Linked DNA regions of Gossypium hirsutum: region 1 is linked to region 2. The links are chromatin contacts, called in public Hi-C maps. All regions are on one chromosome and are shown on one strand. Each heading gives the region's core, a stretch centred on a gene start, on an enhancer-like site or on the middle of the called end of the contact. The rest is flanking DNA. Distances are from core to core; before and after follow the strand shown. Region 1 has its middle 6.9 kb from the start of LOC107897926. Region 2 has its middle 5.0 kb from the start of LOC107896207.

What was found. Hi-C and Micro-C count contacts between places; a contact is called where the count stands out from the background.
Region 1: a Hi-C map of seedling shows a contact between it and region 2, with 1.9 times the contacts expected there. The contact joins two enhancer-like sites. A contact is called at or near these places in 7 of 34 Hi-C or Micro-C datasets (fibers, hypocotyl, leaf and 1 more).

What each region holds. Positions count from the first base shown.
Region 1 is chrD08:24,991,438-24,994,918 of Gossypium_hirsutum_v2.1, reverse strand. No RefSeq gene overlaps it. Among protein-coding and RNA genes, the nearest start is that of LOC107897926, 6.9 kb to the left of the region's middle. Within about 2 kb of position 2,163, at least 8 of the 9 cell types and tissues checked have an H3K27ac peak or open chromatin away from gene starts, as enhancers often do. A contact at or near this core is called in hypocotyl, where this site is marked.
Region 2 is chrD08:24,837,023-24,840,798 of Gossypium_hirsutum_v2.1, reverse strand. No RefSeq gene overlaps it. Among protein-coding and RNA genes, the nearest start is that of LOC107896207, 5.0 kb to the left of the region's middle. Within about 2 kb of position 2,223, at least 6 of the 9 cell types and tissues checked have an H3K27ac peak or open chromatin away from gene starts, as enhancers often do. A contact at or near this core is called in hypocotyl, where this site is marked.

The DNA.
Region 1 (3,481 bases), core at 914-3,413, 150 kb before region 2:
AATTCTTTAAATTAAAAAATCTTCTAGTTTTTTAATAAATGTCCATATGAATTCTCAATTAATTTTGCATCATATATGATTTAGGATGGTCTAGCAAGTCACGCCTAGTAGTAAATGTATTTGTATCAGTAAACTTTTGGTTTACTTTTAACATGCATTTCTATCGTACTAATAATGACAAATTGAAAATTTTACTGTCATTCCTTTTACTTTGTATACACGTATAAGTACTATTGTGACATTTACTACTAGAAATGTCTAAATCAATGTGATGTTTATAATGCCACTAAGTCAACAAAATAAATATAATTTCCAAACAATTATATGAAATATTCGCTTTAGGGAATATGCAAAAATTTTCAAATGTCCAAAAGAAACTTGCAACTTCAGGTGCATCCAACCATAACAAGCTTTAGATATTTATAGCAATATTGATTCATATGAAATATAATCTTTTCTTCATTTACAATCTCAATATGATATCCATTATAATAGATATCTTTTAAAACTAATGCATTAACCATCACAAAGTTTTTGCTTTTTAGACATTGATATATTAGCTCTTCTGGAATAATATTTGTTTGTTTCAGTACCAAATAAGATAAATATTTTCTATCTGTAATGATAGAATTCATTACTACATTCTCATATCCTTCCTCAAAGAATATTAACAGAAACAAAATATTTGGACATACGCCACATACGTGGCCAATAATCTTTCATATCACATTGATAATATAAGTTATATTTACCCTTTGAAGAGTTATATTGAGAACTCTCATTGTTTTCTTATTTATTACTATGTTCCCACTTTTAGTGGTTCATGATTATTTTTTTTTCTTTATGTTTGCATTCACTTTGGATGATGCAACAAATCTAGTAGGACAGACTTCTAAACGCCTTCATTGATTCTTTATTACATAATCACCATCGCAAACATGCGTGAATTTCAAATCAAAATCTATCTATTCATGTTGTCATGATTAGTCTCCAATTATAATAAACATGATATAATAAATAAATCATAGTAAAATATCCCTGAAGATCTTTAACATCATTGTCATCACCCATGTAAGGATTATATAAATTTCCTTGGATAATGATTACCCATCGTGCGCAGGCCTCAATTGAATATTGAAATTGCAATAGCTCTAGAAGGCAATCGACAACAACTTGAACAACAGCTTTGGAGTGATTGTATTATAAAATAAAAAAGAATCGTACTATAACGTGTTATAAATAAATAGACAGAAAGTAAAAAACAAAAGAGAATAGGAGAGCAAAGAGAGTGTATTTTATCGATCAATACAAAGCTTCTTCAAAGTCTATATTTATAGACATAAGAAGTATAAATGAAATAAAACTTTACTTATAATGACTATTAAAATTTAAAGTATATCAAAATTTATCTAAATTTTGATGGAGATTCACTTAATAATAAAATATTTATAGCATAAATTTGATTTTGAATTACTTTTATTTACTAAAACTGTAAATTGGTGCCAAGTTGGACAGTGTTTGTACAATTAATTTTTGATTTTATCAGATTAATATTTACCTAATGAAGGAAAATGTATTTCATTTACATTAAATAGTTGAATTCAGATCAGTTAAAGATTCAAAGAAATGAAAATAAAATTGTGGGTTGATCCACATGCATGCATTTAAGAGTCACCACTGACTAGACAGACGTCACAGTTTTCGCCCCACTCCCTGAATCCGCACCTTGAAAAGGGAAATAAAATGAATCATTGATGTAACTCTGACTTGGCTTTTTCTTTTTCCATTCCTTTCATCCAGGTTTGAGATTATTTTTAGATTCTTTTTTAAAAATGTGATATGGTTTATTATATATACTATATAGACTGAAGTTGTTGAATATTTATTTTTAAAATCATTTATTAATACAAAGCTCCAAGGCAACTTTTTTTTTCTTTTCAAAGCTATAAAACCGCGACATTCTGAAGCTAGGAATTGGTTACCCACACAAAGAAGAGTTATTCCCGGTTTGATAAAAGCTTTTTTGAACCATTCTCATGGCCTCAAAACATGCATCATCATGGAAGTCCAAGTCAGAAGGGCGTAGATGCCTATGTGCCCCAACCTCACACCCGGGATCCTTCAGGTGTAGCCTGCATAGGAATTTCAACAGGCTGCCGCCTGGTCGCACCAAGCTGGTTCGTGTGCCACCCACCCACTGGAAAATACCCAAAGCAAATCTCATCAACCCTTTTCTAATCCAAATCCTTAGACCATCCACCCATGACATGCAAAGGAGGAGAAATTTCCAGCCCAAGCCTTCCAGGTTTTGTTTATTGAATGCCAACACAGACGCCATTGGGGTTGATGTCTCTTAACAATAATATATATTATATTATATTGTTGGTTTAGTTGCAAGATTTTGCCCTTTGCTATCTTTTTCATTCTTAGAATCTTTTGAGGTTACATGTATGTGTATAGGAGCGAATTGTATGTATATAAAGCTATCTATGGCAGTGAAAGGCAGAGGAAATTTAAGGTTTCTATATATTTCTATTTGAAGTTTTTTTTCCCCCTTCTTGGCCATGTTCATTCACGATAGTATATACCATTAAGCCAGAGTTTTAGAAATTACAGGCAAAGTGACATAAGATTCGAGTTTCTTTTGCTATATATTTGATGATTTGATTCCTTTTGTTCTTTATATCTTTGTTTTATAAAAATAAAACGATATTGCATGATCAAGGAATGGAATATATTTTATAGAACATAGTGATAGCTAAAATTATTAAATTTCAAGATAATATATTTATTACCATTAAGATTAAAAAGCGATTTTAAAAATATATATAATATTTATTTTAGACAAAAAAGAATATATCAACTCCTTTAATAAAGCTAAACAGGGCTTGTTTTGAAAAGCAGATTATTTACCCCAAACCTGAGATGTTTCACGCAAATTTTTAATAACCTTTCTGTTTAGTTTGGCAGCTATGGATGTGGATGCAAAAAGAGGAAAGTGAGTACAGTTGATGGGTTGATGTGCTGATTTTGTATTTTTCATTCTTATAATTTATATTCTTTTGTTTATTTATTTAGATTTGTAAAGAAATAATTTTTTTATCAATTTTGTTGAAAATTCCAAATTCCGAATAATAAGGGTGCATTTTGAAACTATAGTATAATTGGGTAAAAGTCATTCTTATAATTACAAAGAATTTTATTTTTTTTAGCATGTCATGTTTGATGGTATAAAATAATTATATAATTATATAATTTTAAATTTTAAATAAAATATTAATTATTATAAAAATTATAATAATACTTAAAAAATAGTATGCACTTTACTAGGCCAAAATGTATAGAAATTGTCCCTCATAAATAAAATTGTGAGATTGTTTAAACAAAATTCATAAAATAACACATAATCATATTTGAAAAAATAAAATATATATCTTAAAATTAAAACACTATTATTATTGTATAAATTTTAAAACTTGGA
Region 2 (3,776 bases), core at 974-3,473:
AGTAGATTTTTTATTAATAATATAAAATATATCAAAATATTATGTTTTCTTAATTATTCATCAAAAAATAATAAAAGGAACCATGTTTCTTCATTCTGACACTGAATAAGTGATTATCATTTGTGGAGGCGATTTGCACTTTTTTTTTGCTAACAGGTAATTTTGTCTCATTAAGATAGTAAAATAATCCTTGAGCACGTAGCAAGGTCGTGTCCCTTCTACCCCTTCCTCGACCCATGATCAATGTGACTGGAAACTAAAAAACTGAGTTGAGATACCCTTTAAAGTTGGCGATTCAGAGTCAGATTCTAGAAATATTACTTCTTTCATTATATTTTGGAAAAAAACTGCAAAATCTACTATTTTGATAACTTTTTTATTTTTGTATTATTTTAAGAAAGCAACAATTAAGAAAAGAAAAAAAAAAGGAAAATGATGAAGAATAACATTACAAAATCAGTGTTGTTTGAGTTAGATTGGATCAATTGGTCGGATAGGTTGGATCAAGATACCATTTTAGAAAGTAGTTTTAAATCAGTTACATCGAGAATTAGGGGCGTGGCTTGGGGTTGCAGGCTCCCGCCCCCTTAAAATAGAAAAACTTCTATTTAAACCCTTTAAAATTTATAAAAGTTTAAATTAATAAAGATAAATTTACACTTTGACCCCCTAAAAATTATAAAGTTATAGATATTAAAATGATTAAATTATATTTTTATTATTGTAAAAATATATAATTTAATTTTACTCCTTTAAAAAATTTTTATGATTTCGCTTTTATTGAGAATCCATACAAACTAATTAAAAAATTGATTAAATCAACTAAAAATCGATTGAATCAATTGTTGAATCGAATTTTTAATTTTTAATAATTTTTTAATTGAATTAGTGAAATCAATAAATTAGTGATACGATGAATTCTACCTCCAATAATTTAAAAAACAATGTAAAGAACGGACAAAAAAAGGAAACCACCTTGGTTTTCTCTTATTTTGGTGGCACCCAGATTACACGAGATGGGTGGACATGGGTCCAGAAAACTGCTTCAAGTTTGAAATCGCGAAAGGGGAAAGGGGAAAGGGAGGGGCAACCCACATCCCCACTTGAATCCACAAAACTGTAAAAATAAATTGTTTTATAGCTGTGAGAAGCATATGGGACCTGTATTAATTATGATATCAACCTTTACATCCCTGGGATTTCATTATCTTATTACCTGTCAGATTCTCACCCAAAGCCAAAAAGAGATCAAATTTCCCTGTGATGTAAGCGGCGGGGAATCTAGTCATCATTTCATCATCAGATATCCTAGTTATATCTTGACTCAATAAATGATGCTTTTTGTTTTATACAAATGTAAATCTGATATGCTAACATTTGTAACTGTAGTTTCATAGTTCCAAGGTGGGCTCTCTCATGTCAGTGAAAAACTTTGATGCACTTTCCTTATTTGCCATTATAATTTAGAAGGTCGTGACAAATGACATGCCCCATGTCCATGAACCAACCACGTGGGATGTTTGATGATAATTGTTTGGTCCTTTTGCTTTCTGGATAGGATAAGGATGGATTAATGCAAGTTTTTCTCTTTTGTTTGCTATATAGGTCCTAGTTCTAAGTTCTTACAAAACAAGAAAATGTGTAGACGATGAGTTGGCAAGGAATTCAACTATATTGTTTGTCTCTTTGTGGAGAAACTGGATTTTTAAGGTATCTATCTATATTATTTTCTTTAATATTAATAATCTTCTTATCCTATATAATGGGTTAATTATTAGAAGAAGTGAGCTCAGATGATGTTGAAACCTGCAAAATGATTTTTTTTTAATAGCAATATGAAAAAATAAATGTAGAATTTGTAATTGTTGAAGTTGGAAATAAATTTATGGAATATCATTTCATTAAGAGTAGTTGTATTTGGTTATAATTGCAAAACGAAGAAGATGATATTGCATTGCTTGTCTTGTTAGGCTTCTCTTAGTTTGATTGTATATTTCTTATTGGGATTGCAATTTGATCCTCGGCGGCTAAGCTGATTGCGTATATTAGAATTTTGAGTGTTTGAGCAAAGATCAACTCGCCTTCTCATGAATTATATGGAGGATTGCTACTTTCTTTTTATGGATGATTGGTACAATAATTGTTGTTACTGTTGTTTATCCTTAATTAACATTTAAAATATAGCAAATAAATGATTATTTCTTAATTTAAGTTAGAAAAGTCTGCCACTAATATAGCCAATTAATCGCTTTTTCAGTTTATATTTTGTTCAGCTCTTTTGGGTCCTAACTCTTAAATTTGAAATGTCTTCTGGGATACAAAACCAATTCATTTCTATTAGTTTATGTCACTTACCCAAAAGAATTATGCATGTAAAAACAATCTAATTTTAGTTTAAAGCTTTAGGATTTGGTGTCTTAAATCCTTTTTTTAGATTTATTATGAATTTAAAAATTATATTTTAATAAAATTAAAAAAATCAACGTTTACATAATCAAATTAGTGGTTGAACTGATTAGTCCCACTAATTCGACTGGTATGTCCATTTGATTAAATAAATTATTAAAAAATTATCAACATAAATAAATAAAAATCAGTTCAACTATTCCGTACCAATTTTCAAGTCAATCAATCTTATGCCTTTTTCTAAGCTAGTATCTCAATCGGTTCTCAATCCAACCAGCCTCACTAGCAAGTCCAATTTGATTCAAACAATCATGAAAAAAAACACTTCATAGTAATATTTGTTTTTTTTTAAAGATTGATTTGCAAATCTTTTTCTAATTGAGCTGGGTTCGATTAACTTATAACATTAACTCAAGACTTAATAATAATATAGTTAGATGTCAATTAAGTCTTAGCTTAGTTGGCGTCGACATTATTACCAATACAAGAGGATGTAAATTCAAGTGCGCTCAAACACCTTTTATCTTATCTGTAAAAATAAATATTTCATATTTAATTAATTGACACACAAAAATGTTTTTATTTTTAAAAGAGCACAAAATTACATCAATGCAGTCCATCATGGGAGTATAACTTTACAAATATATCATAATTACACAATAATTATAAATATGTATGTAGGGACAAAGTTAAACTTTTTTTTTACTAGATTAAGTTGTATATTTTTATGATAGTAAAAGTGTAATTTTATCATTTTAATAGTTTATATCTTTATAGTTTTTAAAAGATTAATTAAAAATTTATCATTTTGGGGGTAAATTGCAACTTTACCATTTCTATTTTAAAATTTTATAAATTATAAAAAAGTTAAAAAGAAGAAAATTTTCTTTTCAGGGGGGCCGAGGCCCTACCAACTCCTGAATCCACCCCTACATATACGACACTTTCTTTTTTATTCGCAAAATATATGGAACTTTTAACATACATAAATATGACAAGAAAAGACAGCATAACTAAAAAATACAATGACTTGAGACTTAGTCCAATTGGTATAATAACTTTTACAACAATAAGAATGACATTGGTTCAAACATATTTAAGCATGTTTTTCTTCGATTTAAGGATTTGGGTCTATAACTAGAAATAGACATCGTAAAAAGCAACTAAACAAATACTTACGCAGTTATTACCAAAATAAATCATCATAAGTACTAGATTTAATAAGTAACTCATATTAACTCATATATAATTTACATGATTGTAACTCAAACATGTGACCTCAATTTTACTATTAAGGAAAGGCTTTATTCTCTACAAATTTTAAAAAACATATTTTTAATTGTTAGGACATCTCTGATTAAAGGTTGAAC